3 separate regions of the Sus scrofa genome follow, and all the other regions are linked to region 1. Evidence: chromatin contacts called from public Hi-C data. All regions are on one chromosome and are shown on one strand. The core of a region is the stretch at or near the end of the contact, and the rest is flanking DNA. Distances in the headings are between cores, read along the strand shown. Region 1 overlaps MSI2 (RNA-binding protein Musashi homolog 2-like). Region 2 overlaps MSI2 (RNA-binding protein Musashi homolog 2-like). Region 3 overlaps MSI2 (RNA-binding protein Musashi homolog 2-like).

What was found. Hi-C and Micro-C count contacts between places; a contact is called where the count stands out from the background.
Region 2: a contact with region 1 is called in a Hi-C map of skeletal muscle, with 10 times the contacts expected there. The contact joins two enhancer-like sites. A contact is called at or near these places in 1 of 47 Hi-C or Micro-C datasets (skeletal muscle) and 1 of 2 datasets of contacts at active chromatin or transcription factors (skeletal muscle).
Region 3: a Hi-C map of skeletal muscle shows a contact between it and region 1, with 4 times the contacts expected there. The contact joins two enhancer-like sites. A contact is called at or near these places in 1 of 47 Hi-C or Micro-C datasets (skeletal muscle) and 1 of 2 datasets of contacts at active chromatin or transcription factors (skeletal muscle).

Annotation. Positions count from the first base shown.
Region 1 is chr12:33,607,965-33,611,292 of Sscrofa11.1, forward strand. All of the region lies in intron 5 of MSI2 (RNA-binding protein Musashi homolog 2-like), which reads left to right. Among named protein-coding and RNA genes, the nearest start is that of MSI2, 72 kb to the left of the region's middle. Within about 2 kb of position 1,582, at least 16 of the 83 cell types and tissues checked have an H3K27ac peak or open chromatin away from gene starts, as enhancers often do. A contact at or near this core is called in skeletal muscle, where this site is marked.
Region 2 is chr12:33,862,864-33,866,191 of Sscrofa11.1, forward strand. All of the region lies in intron 7 of MSI2 (RNA-binding protein Musashi homolog 2-like), which reads left to right. Among named protein-coding and RNA genes, the nearest start is that of CCDC182, 170 kb to the right of the region's middle. Within about 2 kb of position 1,723, at least 15 of the 83 cell types and tissues checked have an H3K27ac peak or open chromatin away from gene starts, as enhancers often do. A contact at or near this core is called in skeletal muscle, where this site is marked.
Region 3 is chr12:33,828,426-33,831,753 of Sscrofa11.1, forward strand. All of the region lies in intron 7 of MSI2 (RNA-binding protein Musashi homolog 2-like), which reads left to right. Among named protein-coding and RNA genes, the nearest start is that of CCDC182, 200 kb to the right of the region's middle. Within about 2 kb of position 1,701, at least 4 of the 83 cell types and tissues checked have an H3K27ac peak or open chromatin away from gene starts, as enhancers often do. A contact at or near this core is called in skeletal muscle, where this site is marked.

The sequences.
Region 1 (3,328 bases), core at 332-2,831:
TCCAGTGACCCCCCCCCCATTATCCACATCCCCCACCAGAGTGTTGCATTGGCAACACCTGATGAAACCACCTCAACACATCAAACATTCCCCAAATTAAGTCTGTAGTTTATCTTAAAGCTCACTCTTGCTGTTGTACATTATGTGGGTTTGGACAAATGTTGTAAGGACGTGTATCTGTTTCCTATCACACAGAGTGTTTTCACTGCCCTGAAAATCCCGTGTGCCCCACCCGGTCACCTCTCCCTCCACTCCCACCCCTGGCCACTGCTCATCTTGTTACTGTCTCCATAGCTTTGCCTTTTCAGATGGTTGGAGTCACACAGACTGCAGCCTTTTCAGATGGGCTTCTTTCATTTACTAATAAGCGTGTATTTGTCCGAAAGGACCCTTGGATCACACGACACACAGTTTTCTAATGAATTTGCTTCGAGTGCCATGTTCACCCTGTGTGCCCACCTCAGCGTCACCACTTTTGGTGGCGAAGGATGCTCGTCTCGTGGCTGTACCCTCATTAACTGTAATCCTCTATGGTGGGACAGCTGGGTGGCTCAGCTTTGCCTGTATAAACAGTGTGATAGTGAACATCCTTGAGCAGACTTTTTAAAAAAACAAAAAACAAAACAAAAAAACAACCCTCTTGTTTGATTATGGCCTGAGGAGACATTCCTCTGGGTGGAATTGCTGGGTCAAAGTTTGTGTACTTTTTGGAAGGGGTGTTTGTGTGTGTGTGTGTGTGTGTGTGAGGGCTCGTGATACACTTTGCCAAATTATGTGACTGAATCATAGTTACCTTGCTGATTCCTCTCTGATGGGAACCTAGACTCATTTAAATATTTGTGAATGATTAAGAAAGGAGATTGCTCCCAGGCAGAGGGGATGGGAGACAGATCCTAGCAATGTGCCTGGTGCTTGCGCTGTGGGTGGTTACCCCCAATAATGAGATCCCCGAAGGACCTGGGGAACGTGTGTGACCCCACTTGGCGAGGAGAACGCATTCTAGGGGCTTTTTTGAATTTCCCCCCGCAAAACAGCCCTGCGTTTTGTAGAAATGGGATTATTAGAAGAGGTTTTTCAGCACCTCCGACTACATTTGGAAAAAATCCTATTTCCCTTGGCTTCGTCGTAAAAGACAAGTAAACACCTTTTTTTTTTTTTTTTTTTAAAAAAGGCAGATCGTAATATTTCGCATTCCCTAGAGCATGCTCTGTCCTTTAAACCGAGTGTTTAACAGTAAATTATTTGATTCCTTCTAACAATGCCCCTATGTGGGAGGCAAATATAAACTTCCATTAAGGGCGGACGACACGGTAAACCCAAGCTCTGAAATGTGTAATTTTTTTTCCCAGTCTGGGTGGGCCAGAAACCCAGAGTGGGGTTTTGCTGGGGAGCAAGTGTGGGGGGGCGTCCCTGAGGGTGTCAAGAGGTTTCTCAAAGACTCATTTATAGGAGTTCGTGAAAAACGGTTTGTCCCTGCTTCCCTTCTCCGTGTTGGAGTTGCTCGCCAGGAGCCGGTGTGCACCGCGGCTTGAGCTCAGCCAGGAGGCTGTGGAGAGTGTAATCAAATCAGAACCCTCGTTTTCTGAGTTACGTAATTTTGCAGAACGGACACAGAGGCTCCTGGGAAAAGCTGCCTGTCCTCCTGATCCTTTGAAGGGCCATTTACAAAATGAGCAGCCGTGGGGAGCAGATGAATATGAGATGCAACTTGCTTCTTCAAGGGGGGTGTTTTGTTTTGTTGGTTTTTTTTTTTTTTTTTTTTTTTTTTTTTTTTTTTTTGGGTCCGATAGCCTTGTTTAACCTCTCTGTGTCTCAGAGGTTGGTGGCCTTTGCCTATGGCGCCTTCATGGAAAAAGTTCTAAAAATAGCTCCTGTTTGTTGTTGAATAATGACTCGGGAGGGCGGATGGTAGCGTTTCCAGCTTCTTGCAGTCAGCACACGGGGACCGAGGGCAGCCAGTCCAGAGGAAAACGCTGGGCTTGAGCCCCTCGGTTCAGCCCCGGCTGGGGTTGGGGTCGGTCAGTGCTGCATAGAGCATGGCTGTGTCTCTTGGTTATCCGGCGGCTCCTCACTTTTACTCCCCAGAGCGTCTCATTAATGCCAGAGTTGGAAGCAGGTGAAGGATGCCCACGTGGTCCAGAGCCCAGGAAGACTGTGGTCTCATCCACAGGCCCTAGGACTCCCCGATCTCTTTCCCAGTGGTGTATTGTCGGAGACGAAGCATTTAGAACCTACTTGGGTTTCATTCTGCCTGTTTCCAGGGAGCGTCACCAGGTGACAGGAGGAGCCCTGGCCAGGCAGGGGCGGGACCCTGGCGTTCAAGTTCCTAGTGCATGTGACCTTCGGCAAGACTTTGATTTCTGTTCTTGGTAAAATGAGGAGTTGGATTGTATTTCTTTTCGAATTCAAAGAGGTTTTTGTTGCTTGCTGTCCCCAGACATTTAAAACAAATGCTGAAACTGGAAGCACCACCCCAGGACTCAGGGTCCAGTCTTGCTGTGGATGTTTCCATGGGGTTCCTCGGAGAGCCCTTCACCAAACATAGACAGTTCTTCTTTCAGGCCTCCGCACCGGGCAAGGGGCGGGCAGAAGAGGCAGGAGCTGGGGTTTCCATAGCCTCTTCAGTAGGAGAGTTGAGATATCAAGAGGGGGAATATATGGGGTGAGTACTGTCACTCTGCCACGCGTCACATTGGGGCTGGTCCTTCAAAGGGCTCTGACTTGCCTTCTGCCATTTGAAAGCTCCGAGAGATGCATCATTGCAGTGGCAGTGAGATCTCGGAGGCGCCAGTGGGTCCTGAGCCCCATTGCATAAAAATGGGGGATGGATGCCTGCCTGGCCTATAACCTTCCTTTGTATTCTCACCTCAGTGTGCTAGGTTTCTCAAGGGCTTCCTTCAAGCCCTGAAGGCATCTCAGCCACTCCAAGGATCTGCCTGTTTCCAGAGAGACTTTTTTTGTGTTTCATTTATAAATTTTTAAAATTCACGTCTAGCTGATTTACAGTGTTGTGCCAATCTCTGCTGTACCGCAGAGTGACCCACTCATACATATACCTGTATTCCCTTTCTTAAATTCTCTTCCATCATGGTCTATCCCAAGAGATTGGATGTAGTTCCTTGTGCTATGCAAGAGGATTTCGTGGCTTATCCATTCTAAATGTAATAGTTTGCATCTACTAACACCAAGCTCCCAGTCCATCCCACTCCCTCTCCCCTCTTCCTAGAAAAGTTTTTGGAATCCTCTCCATTTTTGGAACTTTAAAACATCTAGGGTAATATTGTCCCACTAGAAGGCTGTACACTCAGACAGAATTACTCCAAGCTCT
Region 2 (3,328 bases), core at 473-2,972, 260 kb after region 1:
TTGAGGTTCTGTTGACTCGGATGTTTATTTTGACGCTCCCAGCAGTGAGGCCGTAACGCCCATTCAGAGCATGTATCGGAAAAACAACCCAAAACAATTGATTTGAGACAAAGAGGGAAACCCAGCCTATCCCCACTGCCTTTGCTCCTGGGGTGTGTTCAAGTCACCAGAGCCCAGCCATGTAGGGTGGAGAGTCCCACAGCGTAGCCTGCCAGGCCAGCGGAGCTTGGTTTACACAGACAGACAGACAGACAGACACACACACACCTGGCAGAGGGACTGGCATGGGGCAGGTGGTCAGGGAAGTGATTACAGCCTCCCCCCCGCAGAGGGGAGTGCAGGGCCTCTGCCCACCATGGCTTCACCACCTGCCGTCTGGCTGGTGAGGACCAGGCCGGAGCGTGCGGTCGGCCGTCACCGGCTCCTTGTTGATGCATCAGCTCTAGCTCAGAGCCTCTGAGCGGATGTCCAGGATGAGGAGTGGCATCTCATTTCTGGAGCTGTGGTGGCTCTCACTAGGAATGGCGCTTTTGCCCAGTCTTGACATCGTTTTATTCTTGAGCCCCGAGAACCAGCGGCGGGGAGCACGCGCTGCCAACCTGTTACTGCCTGTCCCTGGCGGGGAGGAGGGCGGGCCGCCCCTGGCAATGGAGAATCAATCCGCCACTAGCTTTTGTCGTTGTTCAGTCTTCTCCCTGGCCTTCATGTGGCCTGACCTCCTGCACTGCGAGAGGGGAGGGTGCAGGGAGGGAGACGTGCCCCCCCCACCCCCGGCCCCCAGCCGCCCCCACCGCCCGACCATCCAGGAGGCCTGCTTCTGATCGACGGGCGGTGATTGTCCTCTCTTACCTCCGATACCTCTGGCCGCTGGCGGTCTGGCCAGAAGCAAGACTGGAGATGCCTCCTCTTATTATCCTTGTCATTGGATTCATCGTGTGGCCAAGGTCAAGAGTCACCCAGTCTGTGCCTTGGTTTCCTCTGGGGTTCAAATGGGGATAATGATCCCTTTCAAGATACCTCATTGGATGATTGTGAGGATAAAGTGAAATCACCTACGGGAATGGTTTTGAAAAAGACAGTGGTGACATAATAACAGTAATTATAATAATGACACCTCCAGAGCAAATCCAGACCCTCGGCCGTTCTTTCTCTGTCTGCTCCCCACTGGGCAGGCGAGCCGTTCACATCGAAGGCGCAAGTCGATACCTCCCACCGCAGATTGTGTGCCTCTAGTTCCCCCCACATCCGGAGGGGTCCCAAGCTGTCTCTCCACCAAGGCCCGTCTCCCTCCGTCCCGCCCCAACCTGTGCACAGCTGCCCTTGTTTTCCAAATCCCCAAACAAGGGCGCTGTGTCATTAGGGTGATTCTCGCAGCTGTTGTTCCTCTCCGCTCTGGGGGGTGCGGTGGGGGAGCTGGAAGCCTGATCGGCAGTTCCAGAGCGTAAATCAGAGGCTTCCAACCCGTGGAGGCCAGGGGACCCCAAAGGTGTGTGCCGCAGAACTGGGCCCTCGGGCCTGAGCTTTGCAGGGAAGGCAGTGAAGGATTTGGCCTCACCCAGGAGGAATGTCACCGGTTCGGATGAGGATTCAGAGGTTTAATCAGCAAAGCTATTTAGGGGCCGGTGAGTCGAACTGTGAGAATTATTTTGAGCTTCACCCTGTTCCGGAAATGTTGGGTTCGCTAAGCATGATGGTATTTGGCACCAGCAACCAGGAAAGAGTGAGGACTTGCCTTGCAAGCCTCCAGGATTACAGGAATTTGCAGGGCTCCCGGGCCCAGGGTTGGCTTCCAGTAGTTTGGGTGGAAACTGGGGGGCGGTGGGAGGGGGGCCCGGTCTCAGAACTGTGGCTTCTGGGGAGCTGCCTTTTCCAAGACGCATCTGTTTACCCTTTTCCTTAAGGAAATCTGCCCCGAATTAGTGTTATTCTGGGCTTGCTTCTCTTGTCCGCTTTGTCACCCAGAGGCATGGTGGATTCAGCCTCAGGTCCTCCTGCCACACGAGCAGGTGCTGAGCCAATACGGACTGAGTCACCAGGAGGCTGGCGGTGCACAGGAGGGAATGTGGTCCCTTCTGTGGGACGAACGCCCCCTGGCCCCGGAGCCGCCATTCTGCCCCAAGGCCACCACCCTGTGCACGTCAGTGTGGCGCCACATTTGGGTAGCACCTGCTCCCCCGCCGCCCTGATTCAGAGGAGACTGGGTTTAGGTTTCCGTTGTAAACTCTATTTTTAACTAAGCTGAGCAGAGACCTGGCTGAGGTGGCTGTAACTTATGGGCATTAGGTGACCCATGCGGTGGGAACAGGAGGCTTTCTCACTGGGCCGTGCAAGTGTGGACGTGCCCGGCTATGCCGCCCAAGGATCCCAGATGGGCGGGGACCTAGGACAGAGCTTGGGCAGGAGCTCCCCCTACGAGGCCCGGATGTGCAGAGCCGATGGAAAGGCTGGGGCAGCAGCCTCCCCAGATGCTCCGTGCTGGTCTCTCCCATGTTAGCCGTGACCGCTTGTCAGTGTCTGCCCTTCCTGTTCACATTGGTTACTAGTTATGGTAAAAACCCTGGCTTACGTGTGTAGTTCCCAAAGGCATCGATCCTTATAATAACCTTGTGAGGCGATAACAGTATTATCATGAACGTATATAATTATATTAACAGTGACCAGGAACTTCTGTATGTCGATCCCCCGAAATGTGTTCCGCTTTGTGCAAAACGGCCCGTGTTCTCTCCTGAATAAGATGGGGAGGGCGGGTAGCCCTGGGATTTCCATTTTTCAGATGCATTCCCTTGGCCAGTTTTTGTGGAGCGCGGGTCGGAGGTACAGGGAACTGGGTAGTGAACAGGGTGGCCTGGGGCGTCCCCCTGTGGCTCAGCAGCTGAAGTAGTTAGCTGGCATTGTCACTGCAGCGGCTCGGGGTGCTGCTGTGGTGTGGGTTCGATCCCTGGCCTGGGAAATTCTGCGTGCTGCGGGTGCCACCCCCAAAATACATAAATAAAAATAAATAAGTTTTGAAAAATAAAAGGGAAAACTTAAAAAAAAAAAGCAGACGGCATCTCACACGTCCATGAGGAAGCCAGGACTGTAGCAGGCACACGAGGGCTGTAGCAGTCACAGGAGTCACTCCGGGTGACACAGCTTGTGAGGATGGAGCTGGAGATCAGCCCCATCCTCACTGCACACCCTCCGTGTCTCCCAGACCACCACGCTTACCGGCGAGGATAACCCATCATTGTTTGGTGGTTTATCCAGGGCTGTATTCACGCTGAATCTTCTATTTATCCGGGTGGCCCATCCAGGGACTGATGAAAAGTCCAGGCTTGAGGCATAGATG
Region 3 (3,328 bases), core at 451-2,950, 220 kb after region 1:
TGGCATCTCACACTTTGCCGAGTGAGAGATGGGTCCTGCCTCATGGGTTTTCTGCCCTGCCAGGAAAAGGGGATCCGGGGGCGCCCATCAAGTCTGGATTATATATGCCGCCCAGAATCCTTTGCCTGTAAGTCGCCTCTGTCTTTTTCTTTCCATAAACAGAGAGACGGGTAGATAGATGAGAATTGTCTTAGTAGTTTCTGCTCTTCCCAGACAACGTGCTATTAATAGACTAGCCAGACTGGCCCCGGGCTAAAAAGAAGCCCAGTTTGCTTGAGTTTATCCCAGACCAGAGGTGAGAGAGGTCAGAACAGGGAGACCCTTTGTTCCAACATTTCAAAGTCTTTTTAATTAAAGACAGGAAAGTGAAATGCATTTTCCTATCCCAAGTGATGATGCTCAATATATGGGGACCTTACACAATGTAGCATCCTCCGGGGTCCTCGTTGCTTAAAGCTTAAAGAGTAGGGAAGTTGGTGAGGTGTCTGGGCCAGGTGGCAAAGGGGTGAGAGCCCTGGTGTCCTGTCACACTCCTGGGTTCAAATCCCAGTGCCACCTCTAACCAGCTTTGTGATGTTGGGCAAGTTATTGAACTTCTCTCAACCTCTCAGTTTTCTCATCTGTTAAATGGGGAATGTTATTAACTGATGGACTTGCTTTGAGGTTTAAGAGGAAGAATTTATGTGAAGTGTCTGATGTTTATATTATCTGCATATGTTAACTTTATCACTGACATAATAACTACTGTTACTACTAATAAGAATACTTTTGGGGAGTTCCCGTTGTGGCTCAGTCGGTTAGGAACCTACTCATTTCCATGAGGATGCAGCTTCAGTTCCTGGCCTCGCTCAGTGGGTTAAGGATCCATTGTTGCCACAAGTTGTGGTGTAGGTTGCAGGCCAGGCTTGGAGTTGGCGTTGCCAAGGCTGTGGCATAGGCCGGCAGCTGCAGCTCCCATTCGACCCCTAGTCTGGGACTTCCATATGCGGGAGTGTGCCATAAAATTAAAAAAAAATAATACTGTTGGGAGTTCCCTGGTGGCTCAGCCAGTTAAAGATCCAGTGTTGTCACTACCATGGCTCTGGTTACAGCCGTGGCATGGGTTCAAACCCTGTCCCAGGAACTTCCAACTTCCACATGCCTCCTGCGCTACCAAAAATCAAAAAATAAATAAACAAATAAATAAAAAGAATACTGTTGCTGTCCCTCCTTGAGGAATGAAGGCTAAAGCCTGCTGATTGCAGAAAATGATAATACTCTAGAGAGCTATTGGCACATGCTGTTGGGTTTTCCCCTGTATTGTGGGTTGAGTTGTATCCCCCCAAAAGTTGTGTGGAAGCCCGAACCCCTAGTATCTCAGCATGTGACCTTGGGTGGAAATAGGGTCTTTGCAGATGTAATCAAGTTATATGGGAAGAAGTTAGCTCACTCGCGAAGGGAGGCACACGGGGACATGTCACATGCCATGGAGGCAGAGACGGGAGTGTGCACCTGTAAGCCAAGAGAAGCTAAGAGAAAGAGAATAAACAGCTGTTGTTTTAAGCCCCCCGGTTGGTGGGGCTTTGTTACAGCAGCCCTAGGAACCTGGCACAGAGGACAAAGCCGCGCTTCCTGATGGGCGCGTCCCCTGCTCACCAGCGGCCTGCAGTCACAGTGGGCGGGCACAGCCTTTTCTCCCTGCAGGCTCCTGTCCATGTCACAGCTGCTCCCTCTGCAAAATTATGTGAAGAGAAATTAGAGAAAAGACCTTCTACCTAACTGAGAAGGCGCCACCAGATCCTGATAGAGTTCCCGGCTTGCCCAGGTCCAATTTGGCCAAAGACCATGAAGTTGACCTTAGGGTGTTGCAGATACTTTTTGGTGGGGAGAGAGAGAGAGAGACTGGAAGAACCCTGAGGCATAATGTTGAATTTGTAGTCTTCCGAGCTCAGTCATTTTTCTTTATAAGCCAAGGAATTACCAATACACTCAGGAGTTGTCTCAGAGCCCCTGACTCCAAGTATGCACACCATACGCAGTAGACTAGTGTTCCCAGCTGGTCCATTCAACTTGGCTATTTAGGGAAATAAAAATAAGGGCAGAGAGAGAGAGACAGATGGAGAGAGAGAGACCAGGGGAGCTCATATGTACGGTAATAAAAAACCTTGCCATCCTTACATTCCTGCCCCGACTTCCACCCTAGAAAAAAATAAGACAGAAAACACAGTGAGACAACCACTAAACTTCAAAACCCTGCCAAACAGACTTCTTGATTTCTTTATGTTGTCCCAGCAACCCTTCCAGGCAGGAACATTTGCCAAATTCAATCCTAGAGTGAGTTTCTGAACAAAATTAATGCAGCTGAGGGTCAAAATGGGTAACACCTACAAAGTCTTGGGGCTGAGGCTGCCGGTGGGCACAACAGTAATTAATAGTTTCAGCCCCTGTGCGGAAGTGCTTCTCTTAATCCCTGGGTTTGGTTGGCAAAGCCAACAGTGCGAAGAAACAACTGTCATGGTTTTACGGTGATCAAAGTTGTGTGCCTTCGAGCACTTCCTACAGACTTGAAATTTCTTCCTCAACTTGCCACCCCATCTTGATCGCAGGGAATAGTTGAAAGCGCCTCCTTCTCTCTGGATGTTTCCAGCGCTGGTGCCTGTGTTCCGGCACCCCAGGCGGAGCCGGCGCCTCTGCACCAGATCTGCAAAGCGCATGGTGCCGACGTCGGATTTATTATCTCGGAGGCTGGGCAGGTTCATGGATGATTCATGACTCTGCTTTCCGCTGCCGCTGGAGGTGACATCATCCATCCTGGACCCAGAATAGATACAGAAGCAACAGTGGCCCCTGTTTTGTGTCTTTCACCAGCCCCGGGCTCCCTCCCGTATCACACCCAGCAGCTGTGTGTTCACTGAGTAGAATGGTGGTGGGTGGACCCAGACAGCCCGTCGGAAGTAGTTAGAGGCTGAAAATGTGCTCGGATGCTGTTGTGGCTGCACCAGCAAGCAGAGGAGGGAACTTGCCCAAAGTCCAGCCCTTCCCCTTCTGCTCCTTCTGTTGGAGTTTAGACTTTTACCCATAACCCAAAGAGCTCTGTAGCTCCTGTGGCCAGCTTTGGTTTCTTCACTGGGAGACGGGTTGGCCAGCAAGGTCTAGGTGACATAAGTCATCCTACAGCCCAGCATTAGATGCCCAGAAGATGAGCGATTGCTGTCACGTGGCAGGTCTGGACTGCATCAGCGGTTTTCAGCCCTGGATGCACATTACAATCACCCGGGGAGTTTTTAAAACACACCAGTGTCTGCCCACGCCCACCCCCCTCCAAGATCAATTAAGTGAGACTCAGGGT